Regions from separate parts of the Ovis aries genome. Here region 2 is linked to region 1. Evidence: chromatin contacts called from public Hi-C data. All regions are on one chromosome and are shown on one strand. The core of a region is the stretch at or near the end of the contact, and the rest is flanking DNA. Distances in the headings are between cores, read along the strand shown.

Region 1 (3,633 bases), core at 345-2,844:
TATGGGAAATATATGTAATGCCAGTAAACACTTAACTGGCTGCCATATTTCAAAATATCTTCGGAGGCAAGTAAAAGCAATGAGACTTGGAAATATGATCTTGAAAGTGCAACATTAGCTTTTTAAAAAACAAAAACCTAAAGATAACTTGCAGTAGGAAAGAACTGCAGATGTTTGAGGAGCCAAAATAGTTTTTCTCATTTATCACTCCCACTCCATCCTAAGGCATATCAACATTCCATTTAACACTGGGGATTCATAACTGTGAAGCATTGCTTTTTTTCACTGAACATAGGCAAGGAACATGCTGTAACTGGACCACAAAAGCCAAATACACATCTTCAGAATGCCAGATGGTCAGTAGGAAAAGCAGGTTATTTAAAAGCAAGCAAGGGACACTCTTTATCCTTTAGCCCCTACCCACTTTTTGGCTGATCTTAACATCCAGATGCAGCAGGCCACAATTTTCTCAGTATCCACTTAGTCTGACGTGTCTTTTCTGAAAGTGGCCATTAGTTGTGTACACTGGACAGAAATGCAAATAATCAAAAGCCAAACTGGCAGGACACAAATTTGCCACGAGGTTTATCATCAACCCAAATGCATTACTTCTAACCTCCTTTTCCGCATTTCCCTACAAAGAGCCTCCAAAATACACCCTGTAACAAGCTCTTCATTTCTGAGAAACACAAAGGATGCCCATTAACGCTAAAGGTCTCTGGGAAGGTGGCTTTTAATAGTTTTCTTTGTAAGATGCAACAACAACAAAATGAAACGTTTGCTCTCCTGAGCTAAACGTTGTTCAGCCACTTTTCTGTTTATCCAAACTTTCTGTGAATCGTTATTCAACTTATCAGCGCATTATTCTCCGAAATCGTACTTGAAAACAGACGCGATGCGCTGCAGGCACTTCGCGATGTTTGAGGAAGTGTTCTAGTTTGCACAGCATCCTCGTCGCCTGCAAGCCCAGGACCAGGGCCACCCTCTCCCTCATCTGCGGCTTTTGGGGTAACCACTACTTCCTCCAAAATCTGATCAGTGGAACCCACCCCTTTCTTCACAACTCTGGAACCCCCTCCATCCCCCCACTCCCCAGGAGAACCAAGCTCCCCCTTAGGGACCGGAGGTAGCCCAGGAGGTGCCGCCCAAGCCAGGCCCCCGGGTAGCCACCGTAACCAGGGTACACGTGTCCCCTGGCCCTCCCCACCTCCGGGTGTCACCGGTCACCCCGCCATGGTGGGGCACCACCTACTTTTGGCTTTGCTGAGGTGCAGGGAGTGTTCGGCGACCGAAACCCGGGACACCTCTCCCGGGTACACTTGGCCACCCGCGTAGAAGTGGCACTCCTCTTCGCGGGTTCGGGGCCTCTCCTCCTTCTCCAAGCCCCGCACAGCTTCGGCCCGCAGCAAGACCAACAGCAGAGGCAGCAGCAGGAGCTTTCGGCTCCGGCCAGGGGCCAGAGTCGTCGCGGGTAGCGGCGGCGGCAGCGGCGCCTCCATGACCACGCGAGCGTAGTCGCACGTTCCTTGGCTCGAACGCTACTTCTCCCGCCGCCAGGCAGCTACAACCGCGCGCTCAACGCTCGCTCGAGCCCAAGCGCGGCCTCGCGAGACCAGCCCCGCCTCCTCACTCCCCCGCCCCTCCGCTCCCCCTGTCGCCCTCTTCCCGGGCTCTCCGGGAGCCGGCCTGGCCACGTGGTCGCCAGCCCCGCCCACTCATCCCCTTGCGGGCGTTTGCGCATGCGCCCTGGGGCGGGCCCAGGCAGGGCGCTTTGCCCAACTCTGAGAAGCGACAGCGGCCGTTACTGGTCTCACGCGCTCTCTCTCACACGTCTTTAGACATCCTTTTACGCTCGTCTCTTCCACAAAGCCTCACCACTGCACACCATTCCCCACGCCCCCCAAAAGTGAAACGAACTTATCTCTGAATGGCTTGCACTTTATACTTCTAACAGGTACTGTTTTTTTCCTCGAAGTGATCTGCCAACAACCCCACGACTCCCCTCACCTCCATCCCTAGTTGAAGCCCTTGTAAGTTTGTAAATCCTGGGAAAACTTGGAGAAGAAAGGCCTAACCATTTACTCTTCTCCAGCAGGCAAGGCAAACAGGCAGTTTGGTGACTTAAGCCTGCCTCAAAGGTGTCTTATTTTTTAACTTGAAAAGTTCCCAGAAAACCAAACTTTCTTCCAGCGCAGTATAGTTCCATCGTCTTGACAATTACCCCATCATTTTACAGGAGTCTTCTGCACTCTTTGCTCTCCCCCGCCCCCCCCCCCCCCCGCCCCGGGGTCCCTTCTAGCCTCCTGCGAGCTCTTGTCATCTTTCTGAATCTCACAGAAGCCATCCGACAGTTTTTCTTTCCTCTGTTAGATTGTCAGCTCCCTGGGATCAAAATCGATGTGGAATTCAGCTTTGTTTCCCAAGGCACCTGGCACAAGGTGGGCATTTGCCATTGTAAACTTTGATTTTGTGAATAACACCTAATATTCCCAACTGCCAGTCAGTTTTAAGTTGCTTTCACATTTTATATCCTTACTCCCTGTGACAACCCTTTCCAAACTAGTTCTGCCCATTATAGGACCTTGAAAGAGCAATGGGCTAGGTGCTGAAGGCCTTTGGCCCCTACAGTCTGTCAGCCCCTCCTGCGACTCTCCCCCCTCTCCTGGAGGCATTTGCGCCTGCGCCCTGTGGGCAAGCCCAGGGTGCTCAGCGAAGCCGCACAGCGAAGCCGCACAGCAAAGCCCTATGGCCACAGCGGGTCTCCTGCCCTACTAGACCACCCTCCCTTCTCCCAGCCATTCCTGTTCGCCCTCAGCAGTGTTTTAGGTGCTCCTCATCTTTCCAGGCCCATCTCTTCCACAGAGCTTTGAGGGAGACTGTGCTCCCGCCATTGCAGGTGACTGGTCAGCACTGTTTAAGATCCTCTTATTCTTCCGCGCACATCTCTCCTACAGGAGCCTCACTACCATCCGTCACCCCTCCCCAAAGTAACCTTTCTGCCTCTGAAATTTTATGCTTCTGTGTGTGTGTGTGTGGGGGGGTGTGTGTGTGGGGGGGTGTGTGTGCGTGCGCGCCCATGTGCTCAGTTGCACAGTTGTGTCAGACTCTTTGTGACCCTATGGGCTGTCACCTGCTAGGCTCCTCTGTCCATGGACAGAATTCTTGTCCCAGGCAAGAATATTGGAATGGGCTGCCGTTTCCTCCTCCAGGGAATATTCCCGACCTAGGGATAGGACCCATGTCTCCTGCATTGGCAGGCAGATTCTTTATCACTGAGCCAACTGGGAAGCTGATTTTATACCTCTAACTGATACTTAGGGCTTCCCTGGTGGCTCAGCTGGTATAGAATCCGCCTGCAAGGTGGCAGACCTGAGTTCGATCCCTGGGTTGGGAAGATCCCCTGGAGAAGGGAAAGGCTACCCACTCCAGTATTCTGGCCTGGAGAATTCCATGGACTGTATAGTCCATGGGGTCGCAAAGAGTCAGACACAACTGAGCAACTTTCAGTTCACAACAGATACATATTCTCCTTTTCCCACAGTGAGCTGGGTGAATTGGCACCATGACTCCAGTTGTAAGCCCTTTTAAGTCCTGGCAGAATTTGGAGAAGAAAGGTCTAACCTGAAAAGCAGT
Region 2 (3,633 bases), core at 645-3,144, 210 kb before region 1:
TCTTTCACAGTACTTCTCATATGCACCATAATTTGATTTCTTGGCTGTCATTCCAACATGTTGGTTGAAAGCAGGAGGCATCTTGCTATCCATGGAATCCCCAAAGCACATCAGAGTGGAAGGTTTTTATATGCTTTCTAAAAACTTTTCATCCTGGTTTTATCATGGAATAGCTGTGAGACTTTGGGCAAGTCCCTTAACCTCTCAGTAACTCAGTTCCCTCTCTGGTAAAGTGAGAGGATGTGTAATAAGTGATCTGATTCTACCTCTGATTTTCTATCCCTTACACATTACTCCAATTTGGATGCAGCTCCCAAATTCTTAGTCACTGCTGAGTGTCTTGTACTAAACCAGGGTCTCTTAATCTTTTCTTTTGGTGCCATGGATCCCTATGGACAAACTCCTTTTAAGAACTATGTTTCTTAAAATACATAATATAAAATATATGGGATTATGAAAGACTCCGATTATCTTGAAATTATTGTCAAAATATTTTCAAAGACAAAATTCTAGAAATGGGTCTTCTTTATGCATTAAACAATATGAGAGCTCTGTACTTGTGAAGTGGTAATAAGTAGAAACAATATTTCAAGAAATTTGCTGTTACTGTAACATGATATGAAAATACTGTGTTTTCTATTGATGACAAAGTCACAGGTACTGCTGATACTACTGTGGTTTGTTACCTACATATAATTGAAAGAAATGCTAAAGTTCAGGCAGAGGTTTGGGAAAATAAAGTTGCAATTTTTTCCCAAGTTCACATACTCCTTGAATTAAGACTTCCTGCCCTAACTGATCACTTATAAGTCACATTTTTTTTATACATATGACATTCCACTACTGAGGCAGAGCCTTCAGAGTCTCAATATTTCTCCTTAGAAATGGGGATGGGGATAGCTTGGAATACACTGAACTCTTGAGAAAGAGAAAAGCAGTCCTTAACATCCAGGAGCTGGCCTGGCATTCACAGCTGGGCTTAGGTGTTAACCCTGGCTTCCTACTACCACCCAACCCAGAGCAAAGCCCTGCTTTCTTGAACCCGCCCCCAAATCACCCAACCAAAGCCCAAACCCTAGAATAAATCTTTCTAACACTCTCTCACTGAGATGCCCCACTGTTTCCCAAGGTGTGCGTTTTCCTAGCAGCTGCAAGAAACAAACCCAACTTGTTCAACTACAGATGTGTTCCTAGTGGTCTTTGGCTGGAAGGCAGGGACACAGCACCACACAAATCCCCCAAATCTTCTAGATGCATGCCTGGATGGGCTTACACTTGCTATGGGGTTAGATGTGAAATACTGAACGAAATATTATAGGAAACACAACCCCATTATGAGCCACCGTCACAGTTGTTGAGGTGAGACCACAGGCTTTAAAGCTCGACTAGGTAGATTTGGATCCTGACTTCCCACTTTCCTTCTCTGTGGCCTTGCACCTATTCTCTGTGCTTCAGTTTCTTCATCTACTAGATGCGGAATAATAACCGTGTCCACCTACTTGGGTTGTTAGAAAGAGAAGACAATATATGTATGGAGTTTAGGTAAGAGCCGGGCATAGAGTAAACGCTGTTGCTTGTTCCTATTCTTGTCAATAAGATAATTATTACCATTATTACTTATTTCTATTAGTATTAAGGGAACAATAGTTGATTCCCAGTAAGAGACAGAAGCTTAAGTATTTTAAAGAAGAAAAAAAATTTTCAGGGTCTTTCGAGATGAAAGGATGTGGCAAATCAGTTTAAATTTAAAATCTTAAAACTGTCCCGCCCAGAGTAGAAAAAAAAAAAAAAAAAACACCACACAAGTAAAAACCTTTTGTGAGGTAAATCCAGGCCCCAGAGGTCGGCGGTTTGCGTCTGCGAGGCTTTCGATGCCGCCCGAGGCCTGACGAGCGCCCCCACCTGGCGGCCTCCGCACACAGGGTTCTCAGCCTACGCCGTCGGGCGTCCAATCAGCGCGGCGAAGGCCGATTCCCAGCGCTGCGCGGGCAGCGGCGCCTCCCTCCTCGCGCCCCCGCGCGCTGCCCACGCAGAGTGGGCGCTTTCCCGCCGCCTAGCAACCGCCGGCGCAGGGGCGGAGCCTCCGGAAGGCGGGGCTTGCGTTCGCTCGCCGCCTGAGGCGCCACGCGCTGCAGTTCAACAACGCAGTTTTCAGACCCCGGCTTCCGAGCTAAGCCTTGGCCGCACCTAATTGGCTGTACGGCGGTCACCCGCATCGCGGCCTATTTGCGGTCGGAAGAATCGGGCCCTATCCGGCCGCCGTAGCCGCCTCTCTCTGTAGTGGGCGGGGCCAAGGCTGGGGTGACCCCGCCGGAGCTGCCGCTGCCAGCGACATGTTCAAGGTGAGAGAGTGGAGCCGGGTCACAGCTGTCACCGCCCCCTCCCGGCCGCCCGGAGCCCTCTTCGCGCTCTCGTGGGCCTCTCCGGGGACCAGGCCCGGCTCGTCCCGAGGTTTTTTCCCGCCTCTGGGCCGGCTGCGTCCCGGCCTCGCTGTTCATTCAGAGATCCGCGTGGAGCGAGCGGCTGCCGGGCGGAGGCGTGAGACCTGGGGTGGCTGGGTGGGGCCTTTTGGGTTGTGCTCTCGTGAATAAAACACTTAAAATTTTAAAGTATCCTTCAAAGTATCCACCCTCTGGCTGGTCCCCTCTTGTGTTCGTTAGGAACGTTAGGCCACATCAGGGCACTGCGGGGTTCGGCTTTGGTTGCCTGGCAAGGTCAGGTTTCAGAACCTGCTGTATGAATGGGGGAGGGTCACCTTTGGAGAAGCTGCTGCAGAAAGTTAGAGAGGCTGGCCTGGGAAGGGCTGGGCTAGAAGGAGCAACTGGAACTTCTCTCCCCCTCCCAGCAAACGTTATATAGTATGAACAGATTGACTTCTTTCCATTTTATGAACTCGTGTCCTTTGAAAGAAGTTGACTTTTACAGTGAAGACTGTCTCGGAAATCTGCATTTTAATATGAAGGCATTGTTCTCCTTTAAAAAGAGTAAATGGTATTTGTATATCACGAAAAACAAATCACAAGCTATTAGAAAGGAGTCTACAAAATCGAGTCTTGAAGCAGTGCACCCGTAAAGTAGTGCTAATGAAATGTCAGAATTGTACTATTTAAATGTTTTATTGAGCTGCAATATGCTTTGGGGGCATTAGGACAGTACAAAATCAGACCGTGAATTTGGGCTTCCACTTGTGGCATTGCCACTTTTCCAGCTGTGTGACCTGGGGCAAGTCACTTGGCCTTTCTGTGCCTGATTTCCTGTTGGTGAGATTGGGGAACCAGCTTCTACCTCGTAGGGTTGTTAAAAAAAAAAATACATTAGGTGTGAAGCACTTGGAAGAGGCCCTGACACATAGGAGTGACATCTAAGTATTTGCTTTTATTTTATTTTCAGGCAGCTCACAGTTTAGTTAGAACAACAGATCACAAAAGCATCTTGCATTCATTTCATAAATTTGTGTTGAAACACTTATGTGCTAGGAGTTTGGCTCGATTTTAGGGTTGCAACAACTAAGGATATGCTATGATCAGTTTATATTGTTATTAATGTACTGTGGTAGTAAAAAGGAGAGTAGGATCTGTCTTACTGCTCCTGCTGCTGCTGCTAAGTCGCTTCAGTCATGTCCGACTCTGTGCG

Evidence for each region. A called contact is a pair of places that touch in the nucleus more often than the background predicts.
Region 2: a Hi-C map of liver shows a contact between it and region 1, with 7 times the contacts expected there. The contact joins the promoter of CXHXorf58 here to the promoter of PRDX4 in region 1. A contact is called at or near these places in 5 of 16 Hi-C or Micro-C datasets (blood, hypothalamus, liver and 2 more).

The regions. Positions count from the first base shown.
Region 1 is chrX:22,098,150-22,101,782 of ARS-UI_Ramb_v3.0, reverse strand. It overlaps PRDX4 (peroxiredoxin 4), which reads right to left and starts at 1,594. Exons shown (of 8, transcript XM_027963038.3): 1 at 1,253-1,594. The coding sequence starts at 1,499.
Region 2 is chrX:22,305,439-22,309,071 of ARS-UI_Ramb_v3.0, reverse strand. CXHXorf58 (chromosome X CXorf58 homolog) reads right to left here and starts at 1,894. Exons shown (of 8, transcript XM_042241877.2): 1 at 1,814-1,894. APOO (apolipoprotein O) reads left to right here and starts at 2,278. Exons shown (of 10, transcript XR_009598881.1): 1 at 2,278-3,633.